Regions from separate parts of the Sus scrofa genome. Here region 1 is linked to region 2. The links are chromatin contacts, called in public HiChIP or PLAC-seq maps. All regions are on one chromosome and are shown on one strand. The core of a region is the stretch at or near the end of the contact, and the rest is flanking DNA. Distances in the headings are between cores, read along the strand shown.

Region 1 (4,738 bases), core at 1,677-4,176, 250 kb after region 2:
CCAGGGGAGTGAGAGCTTATCTGAAAACAGAACCAACCTAAGGACAGAGGAAGAACATGGCAAGAAACCAGGTCCTTGGGACACTGTCTGAGCCCTTGCATCATGCCACATCTGAAGCCAGCCCTGACCCCAGAACTCTCAGTCATGGGAGCCAATATGCTCCCTCCACCCAGTGCTGGAGCAGGTTGGATCAGAGAAAGAGTCTTGCTTGATCCAAAGCTCCTCTGCTGCATCCCAGCTTCCTTTCACCTCATCCTCTGTGCGTATGAAGACTTGCCTACTAATTTATTCCTTTCCTGCACATGCCTCACACCTGGCCAACCCTGTCTTTCTGGAATGCTCCCCATCGTTGCCGTCTTCTCTCACTCAAATTATATCTAACCTTTAAGCTTCAGTTCTAATGAGCTGTCCTCCAAGAAGCCATTCGTCTCCCATTTCCCCCAATAACAAATGTTTGTTGAATAAATGATGAACTGAACAAACAATGACACAGAGAAACAGGGTCCAAGGAGCGGGTTCACCAAATTGTTGTACAGCCCTGGGTTCCAGCAACCCTCTTCATCACCCATCTTCTCACTAAATCCCTGCTTCCTATCCTCTTTGGCCATCATTTCCCAAAAAGTTTCCCTTGAGATGCTGGGAATGTTGACAGATACTTTTTTGGGTACATAACATATATGCTTTATGCATATAAGTGATAACATACTCTAAGATTCTCTTCCCTTACAAGTTGTTACAAAATATTAAGTAGAGGTCCCTCTGCTATACAGTAGGTGCTAGTGGATTATCTATTTTAACGATTTTTATTTTTTTCCATTATAGCTGGTCAATGTTCGTAGATACTTAAAACAGAAAACTCTAAACTCCAAAAACCAACCAAAGTGGGGGGGGGAATCTATTAAATAAGTCTGGAAAATGCTGGATTAAACAAATGCTTTTGTTTTTAATGCACGAAGGTGGGGATGGAGGCAGGCTACACTCTCCAATTTACTCATAAAACAGGTACCAGTACAGAGGGAAGTGCCACATTCTTCCCTGCAGACACGCTTTGGTTTAAGGTAGTGCGGGTTATTTTATATACAAATATAAATATCCTACCCTTTGTTCAAGGTGCCTATTTGCTCTGCACAGCGACTATTCTGAACACAGAAAACTGTTCATTGTTAAACATGGCATGTAAGTGGTTTTGCTTTCTGGCAAATCTCCAAACCATAATTATTAAGGGACTCCGAGCTGCTGAGGAATTCTTGGGTTACAGAGGCTTTGATCTGCCCCTGCCTTCTCTCCCCGACATGAATTTCCACGGGTGTGGCTGATTTTCATTGTTTCCCCAGAGGTGGGGCGGCTTCGAAGGTGAGGACGTGAACAGCCCTGCAAGGTGAGCAGGGTAACCGTGGCGCCCAGGCCCCGCACGGCTGTAACCAAGGGGACCGACCAGCTCTGTCCAAGTATCAGAGTCGGAATGCTGTGGCCTCGAATCTTCCGCTTCCCACGCGTTCTGGGAAGCCTGAGATCTTGCCCCGCACCCCCCCACCCTCAGGATCTGGCTTCCAGCTGGGGGAGGCTTTGCCGTCTTATTCCCATGAAAGCTGAGCGATCCGGCCCAGGAGTCTTTGGGTAGCTCCAGCCATCTGGCCTGTGCTGACCTCAAACTCAGGTAGCTGCCTCCCCCGCAAAGTGAAGACGATACCTCAACTCGGTCACGAACTGTGAGGCCAAGCTTTTGGCAGAGGCCACACTCCCTTCTACGGAAACATAGGCTGGGATGTCAAGGAGGACAGAGCTACTCCTTCAGCCTCCTTCGGGTTCTCCCTGCCAGAAAAGAGAGATGGGGCAGAACACCCAGCTGTTCATGGATCTCCTGTAGAAGGAGTTAAAAGAGGCCTGTAAGACCAAGCGGGAAGGTTCTCTAAGCCGGGGGCATGAAAAGGACTCTATGACAAAGAGCAAGTTTCTTTCTTTCTTTTTTTTTTTGCTTTTTTCCAGGGCTGCTCCTGCAGCATATGGAGGTTCCCAGGCTAGGGGTCTAATTGGAGCCGTAGCCACCAGTCTACGCCACAGCCACAGCAACGCCAGATCCGAGCCGCGTCTGCAACCTACACCACAGCTCATGGCCACGCCAGATCCTTAACCCACTGAGCAAGGCCAGGGATCGAATCCGAAACCTCATGGTTCCTCATGGTTCCTAACCACTGTGCCATGACAGGAACTCCTGTTTTCGTTGATATTTTAATGCAGCTGCGAGGCAGGTGAGACGGGTGATCATCCCCACTGTACAGATGACAACACTGAGGCCAAGAGAAGAGGGCCAACTAGTTCAGGAGGGAGGTGGCTCTGCGATGCCCAGATCCCTGCTCGCTCTCAAGTCAGCACTGCCCGTCAAAGGGCTCCTTCCCTGATGGGGAAGCAGCTCCTCCGTGGGTGGGCAGACAACGGGGATGGAGAAAGAAAGGCAGGGGGAGAATGAGTGAGAAGAAATCAGAGTCTCAGGGCAGCAGGTAGAAACCAGGGGTTCTAATGCAGAGGGGGTACAGAGAATGTCCAGAGCCCACTTGTACCGGGGAGGGAGCCAGAATGGTTTCCTTCAAGTGTCAGCTCCCACTGGGAGAGGCAGAGAATGGAAGCAGAAGGCCAGGGGGGAACCCTAGCAATTAGCCCCAGCCATGCCCTTCACTGTCTGTTGGAGGCTGGGGAAGAGTCAGGTGATCATCCCAAAGAGGAGAGAGGGGTACCCCACCCTGGGCCGCTGGGCCCGACCCCAAAAGGCTCGCTGTGGGCAGTATGGGACATTTCTGAGCCTCCTCCCAGGAATGGGTCGACCTCGCAGGATCCCCTTTTTGTCCCCCCATTTCGATCTATTCTATCTCCTCCTTCTTGTTTGCATCGGTCTCAGGAAGATGCAGATGAGCTCATTCCGGAAACGGGAGACCTTTCTTCCCACCCAAGGTGAAGGTCAATGAGTCACGTAGCTAAAAATAAATGTAAGACTACCTATCAATAAAAGGAAAATGAAACACGCACGAAGTTAAATTCCCCTGCTATTTAAAATACAGCAAGGAACGTAAAACCTTATTTAGTAAGTACAACCGACACTCAAATATGTAAACTTTAATTACATGTTCTGGACCAGTGAGAGCCGAGTAAGGGAACAGGAGGAGGAGAGGTGAGGGCAGGGGAAAGCCACAGACTCAAGGAGAGGAAGATCGGGGGGGAGGAAGTGAGGCCCAAGCTCAGAAGCACGTGCGACAAGGGAGGAGGCACAGAAAGGGGAGCGTTCAGAAGGTTCTGGGGTGAGGTGACTTGCAGGGCTCTGGGCAATGCGTATCAGTCAGTAACTATTACTTATGACTCCTGGATCTTTTTTGTTGTTGTTGTCTTTTTAGGGCCACACCTGCGGCATATGGAGGTTCCCAGGCTAGGGGTCGAATGGGAGCTGTAGCCTCGGGCCGATGCCACAGCTACAGCAACGCAGGATCCAAGCCACATCTGTGACCTACACCAACGCCGAATCCTTAACCCACTGAGCGAGGCCAGGGATCGAACCTGCGTCCTCATGGATCCCAGTCAGATTCGTATCCGCCGAGCCACAATGGGAACTCCTCCTTACTGATCTTTATCCTTAAACTTTCAGATGCCCCCCTTGGAATGGGGACTCACAGAAGCCCATGAGAGAAAAATTGTTGAATTAAACCGAGGATGCCCAATTAAATTAGAATTTTAGGTAAACAATGAATGCCGTTGTAGGATACACACGTCCCAAACAGTGCATGGGGCATACTTCCACAAAGACGTTATTCGTGGTTTATCTGAAATTCAAATTTAACTGGGTGTCCTGTATTTTTCTTCGCTAAATCTGGCAGCCTTGCGCTGGAGGCCAAACCATTCTTTGAACCAGAACGCAGTGACCAGGCCAGTATTTACACTGAGGGTGGGGGTGGGGGGTGGAATCAAGTGGATGGTCACTTTTGGACACGGGAGGTGAAGCAGCACAGAGACTTGTGAGGAGGCAGGATGCTAATCAGCAACTGGGGGATATCAAGCTTCACGTTCTCTCCTCCTTGAGGGGTCGGCTTCCTGCGCCTCTCCCTGAGTACGGCGGAGACTGCTGGCCCCTCTCCCAGCCAAGGGTCAGAGAGAGAAAGAGTTGACTACAGAGTTATATTGGGATTGTGGGTAACCTGGCCTGTGTAGGGCTCCTGAAGATTCTGGAAGATTCTGGAGGATCTGACGTGGAGAGCAAGCTTGCAGAACACTAAGGAACAAGTAAAGCCAAGATGGAACATGGTCCATGATCTAGGGTGCTAAAGGAATGCTGACCTCCACTGCTTTTTTATTTTTATTTTATTTTACTTTTGTCTTTTGGTTTTTTTAGGGCCACACCCTCAGCATATGGAGGTTCCCAGGCTAGGGGTCGAATCGGAGCTACAGCTGCTGGCCTACACCACAGCCACAGCAACGGCAGATTCGAGCCATGGCTGCGACCTACACCACAGCTTATGGCAGCGGGTGTGGCCCTAAAAAGCAAACATAGATAAATAAATAAAAAATTAAAAAAGTACCAATTTACAGTTTCACCAGCTATATCATGTCTGTTCCTTCACAGCCTTAGCAATCCTGGGTAAGAGCCATCTTTTTATCCTTTGTCAGTAAGATATCTGGAAAATGCCAGGGTACTTGTCGCTCTAGTTGGCATTTCTTTATTATAAGTCAGCATGAGCATTTTTTTTTTTTCATATGT
Region 2 (4,734 bases), core at 414-2,913:
ACCAGGGCTAAGCCCAGCATGAAGTCCCTGTCCTCAGGAGCATACCAAGGAAGGCCGAGGCACCCTGTACAGGCCCCTGTGCTTTTGTGGCCTCATATCACACCTGGTGAATCACCGCTTTGCTCCAATCCTTTGGTTAAGGGACTGTCCCGGGCTGCAGTGCATAACTTTCCAGAAAAGCCTCCGGTCTTAGGCAGTATGCAGGCAGGCTTACCTGAATGCAGAGTAACGGATCAACTCACTCTAACAAACAGCCAGCAGGGCAGGGACCCAAGGGAAAAGGGCTAAGGTGGGACTCTGGAGGAAGATGTTGGCGATCCTGGCACAGGAGGAGCCCAGGAACCAACGGGCAGTGGTATCATTTGTGTGGACTATCTGCTCAGGCCCCTGCTTTTCTTCCTCAGGCAAAAGGGCAGGGCCCCCTTCATTCATTCATTCATCTATCCATTCATTCATTCATTCACTGGTTCTTGTACACCCATGGTGGCCAGGGCAGTGGGCTAAGCCCTGAGGATCCAGAGGTGACTGAGCATGGATTCCACCTCTAGGACTTCACTGACTTCTGGGGAGCCCACCAAGAAATAGCTTTGATTGACTGCTTGCTTGCTTGATTGCTTCAGTTATTATTGAGTGTATACCACATGTCTGCACTATTCTAGGCTCATAGGATCTCTCCGTAAACAAAATAGTTTTGGAAGAGCAGACAGGCTATAAAAATAAAAAAATAAGTTCTCGTTGTGGCTCAGTGGTTCACAAATCCGACTAGGAACCATGAGGTTGTGGGTTTGATCCCTGGCCTTGTTCAGTGGGTCAAGGATCCGGCGTTGCCGTGAGCTGTGGTATAGGTCACAGACACGGCTCCGATCCCATGTTGCTGTGGTGTAGGCCGGCGGCTACAGCTCTGATTAGACCCCTAGCCTGGAACCTCCATATGCCATGGGTGTGGCCCTAGAAAAGACAAAAAGACAAAAAAAAAAAATCAGGTGAATAATATGTTTAGAAAGTGAAAAGTGTTATAAGAAAGGAAAGTGGAGCAGGTGAGGAGGATCAGGAGGTGTGGGTTGGTCGCTGTGTTCACAGGGCCCAGGAGGTCAGGCTTCCCTGAGAAGGTGAGACAGGAACAAAGAATTGAAGCTGATAGCAGAGATGAGAATGGTTTTTTGGGGTACGTGCAAAGGCCCAGGGGCAGGAGGGGGACTGCGATATTCAGGAGCAGCAAGGAAGCCAGTGAGTCTGGGGTAGAGAGGGAAAGAGAAGCAGGAATGAGGGTCCAGAGATAAGGAAGACCATGCCAGGAGGATCTGAGAGGCTGCTATAGGGTTTTAGCTTTTATGGTGAGATGGGAGGTGCTGGAGGGTTTTGAGCAGAGAGATGTGTGTTGACTGTTTTTTTTTTTTTTTTTTTTTTTTTTTCAGAGGACCGTGTGAGCTGTTGTATCCACAGTAGCCTGGAAAGGGTGAGGGCAAAGGGCTGGGGGACCGGTCAGAAGGCACCTACCACAATCCAGGTAGGAGGTGACAGTGCTGCAGCCAGGCTGCACGGCGAAGGATGGGAGGGGCCCCCGGAGAAACCTGAATCAGGTACCACAGTAACGGGGAACGTGGAGGAGGGCGTGATTCACTCCAAGGCCGCTTTCCCAGGGGATGTGACTCAGGCAGGATTTTGAAAAATGAGCAGTTCAGCAGGCACTCAAGAGGGTGAGAACATTCCAACACCGGTGTGCCGGGGCCCCATTGAGAGGGAGCCAGGCCTGTTTGGGGACCTATGAAGCAGCATCACATCAGAGCAGAAGGGTCAGGGGAGGCCAGATGGGGAAGGAGCTCGCCGCTCTGCCAAGGGTGTTGTCCTCTGGGCGCCAGGGAGTTCAGGAAGAATTTTAAGCCTGGGGGCCGGTGGTGCTTAAGACCTAAAACTTGCTATTAAGAAAAGTCCCGTGGTCACCATGAACGGCCTGGGGGGAGGTGGCAGGGAAAACCCAGAGGGGAAGCAGAAAATGAGGGCTGACCCGGGGCAGTGGGAGAGAGGGAAGGAGGCATGAGAACCGTTTAGGGAGAAGAGAGGATCAGGGCCGTGTGGGTTTGGGGAAAGAGGAGCAGGCTGTTTTGAGGAAGAGAATGAGTCATGTGGGGGCCGGCTGAATTGGAGGATCCGCTGGGGGATCAGACAGCCAAGCCCCAGAGCAGCCAATGTTGGAGTCTGGAGCTCAGCGGAGGGGACTTGGGTCCAGAAGCCTCAAGGGACAGGTGGCATTTAAGCTGTGGAAGGCCACCAGCTAAAAGGCATCTCCAGATTTTTACCTTTAGTAAGATCTGAATAGAGGTATATTTCCCTCCTCTTTGCCTCTTTCCCAAGGCCTTTGAGAGATACAGTGAGAAAAACATTCTTGAGGGTAAAGAGGAGGGATCCAGGAGGGGATCCTCCTAGGGCAGCACGGAGGAATCCCTGGGCTGGTCCCACTTCACCCCACGGTGTCTGCGGGCAGAGGGGCCTGGATAGGCAGGGCTCTTGGTATCCATTGTCCGTGGGTCTCTGCATGCAGATATGTAAAGTTATGTGTTTTCATCTCCCCGTGATTCCTGTTTTCCTGCAGCCCTTCCCGCTGAGGCGTATGGCCCAATGAAGTTGGAGGGGTGAATTCGAAGCAAGACCTCAAGCAGGGGGTGAAGCGGACATGATGTAGAGAAGCTGCTGCTGATGGCAATGGGACCAGAAAAGGGGGGCCTAAGGAAGAGAGAACATGAGAAGCAAAAAGGGCAGCCCCTTAACCTTCAACCTCAGAGGCTCGTGTGGGAGAAACCCAGTCAGGTCTGAGGGGAGATCTCACAGCAAGGGGGTGGGTGGGACTTGACTCAGATTGCAGTGGGGAGAAATTTTAATGACACCCCCTCCCTAGCAAACCAGCGATGCAAGATGGTGCCAGCACAATATGGTGCCAATCAGGAGGTGGTTTGGAATGGCTGAGGAAGGGAGTCTGGGAAGTGGCTTCATGCAACGCTGCTCGTTCTAGTGAGAATGCAGCCAGGTAGTCCTAGGTCCCAGGGGCCGCAGAGCCAAGATCTGCCTCACCAGCTATGTGCAGGGACCATGCACTTTGGCTTCACCTCTTCCTGCCCCTACCCCACCAGCAAGCCCCAGGGACCAGAACCATCTCTGTCCTGCGTGTGTGTGTGTGTGTGTGTGTGTGTGTGTGTGTGTAAGAATGCAGGGGACTCCACTCAGACCTTCAACCCTCTTGTCCCACCACCGTGAGGCCCATGAACATCTCTCTGCACCAGGAAATTATCTTGGCTGGGAGAAGGCGGAAGGGTGAGAAAACCTTGGAATACTGAGCAATTTTACTCAAAAGAGACTGAGTTAATCATACAGAAATGGAGCTATGTCTAAGGGGCAATTTAATGCTTTCTTTTTGTTTGTTTTCTTTTTGCCCGTCAGTAGTAGGAATTATCAGATCACGATGAGAAGAGTATAAGAAAAAGTAAGAACAATACTGATTTGACCCATCTGGGTAGGTGTGTGTGTGTGATCTTTAGCCCTCCCACAATTATGTCTGTACACGTTTGCTGGGGCAACTGTATATTTTCAATTCCAATCGTCAGACCTTTCCTTGAAGCTCACGTGTGTTTTGATCTGGCCAGGAATTGAGAATCATAAAATCATTAAATCTGTATTAATTACCTATTGCTGCATAGTAAGTTAATCCAAAATTTAGCTGAAATAAATATGTATTATCTCACACGCTTCCTGTGGATCTGGAATTTGGAAACAGCTTAGCAGGGGGGTTTCTGGCTCAGGGTCTGTCTGAGGTTAACAGTCAAGATGTTGGCCTGGGCTGTGTTCATCTGAATGTGTGACCGGGACTGGCAGATCTGATTCCCAGACCTGCCTGCCAAGGTGCTGGCTACTGGCAGAGGGTCTCAGTTCCTCACCTTATGGATCTCTTTCTAGAGCTGCTTGACTATCCTCATGACATGAGGGTGGCTTCCTCCAGAGGAAGTCATCTGAAACTTGCCTCAGAAGTCGCACTTTTCATGTGGTCCCTGCTCTCAAAAATGTTAGCAGTATTGCAGGGTAGATGAAATGTGCCTACTGCAAAGCCCGATGGCTGAAGTCCAAGGGAAGTGATGTGGGCTGTGGGCCGAGGACAAAGGGAGCTGCCCAGTCAGGCAGCAGGAGGCTTCCTGGGAGTGGGCAGAAAACCCCTGCCCCCTTGTCCTGCTCCAAGTGGCCTCTTCCTTGTGGAAGGAGGCCTGGTACCTGTGGACTGGTCAGATGGGGAAAGCCGTAGGGCCTGACCAAGTAAGGGGACTGATTCCTGCTCACTGGACCACCAGGGGTGAGTGCAGGGGGGCACTCTGAGATTGGAGAGAGGCTGCGGGGCCGGGGGGGGGTGGGCAGGGGTTGCTGGGAGCAAGGCAGGGTAGGGCGCAGAGGGACATAGGAATGAGACAAGGAAGGGGGTTGTTTTGGGGGGTTGGGGCTTTTTTTGTTTGTTTTTGGCTTCTTAGGGCCGAACCTGTGACACATGGAAGTTCCCAGGCTAGGAACCGAATTAGAAATACCACTGCCAGCCTATGCCAGAGCCACAGCAACGCAGGATGTGAGCCACATCTGTGACCTATACCACAGCTCACAGCAACACTGAATCCCCAACCCACTGAACAGAAGGGGGTTGTTAAATCAGGGACGGGGCTCAGAGAGTAGGGCAGGGCAGGAAGCTCAGAGGCACGTGGTCCT

What was found. HiChIP or PLAC-seq counts read pairs in DNA pulled down with a chosen protein or histone mark.
Region 1: an H3K27ac HiChIP or PLAC-seq map of skeletal muscle shows a contact between it and region 2. The contact joins two enhancer-like sites. A contact is called at or near these places in 1 of 47 Hi-C or Micro-C datasets (embryonic fibroblasts) and 1 of 2 datasets of contacts at active chromatin or transcription factors (skeletal muscle).

The regions. Positions count from the first base shown.
Region 1 is chr3:97,172,454-97,177,191 of Sscrofa11.1, reverse strand. The region is part of intron 38 of THADA (thyroid adenoma-associated protein); the gene reads right to left. Among named protein-coding and RNA genes, the nearest start is that of ZFP36L2, 26 kb to the left of the region's middle. Within about 2 kb of position 2,926, at least 9 of the 83 cell types and tissues checked have an H3K27ac peak or open chromatin away from gene starts, as enhancers often do. A contact at or near this core is called in skeletal muscle, where this site is marked.
Region 2 is chr3:97,417,215-97,421,948 of Sscrofa11.1, reverse strand. LOC106509843 (a long non-coding RNA gene) reads left to right here. Exons shown (of 8, transcript XR_002342750.1): 6 at 1,416-2,805. Among named protein-coding and RNA genes, the nearest start is that of TRNAI-UAU, 150 kb to the left of the region's middle. Within about 2 kb of position 1,663, at least 25 of the 83 cell types and tissues checked have an H3K27ac peak or open chromatin away from gene starts, as enhancers often do. A contact at or near this core is called in skeletal muscle, where this site is marked.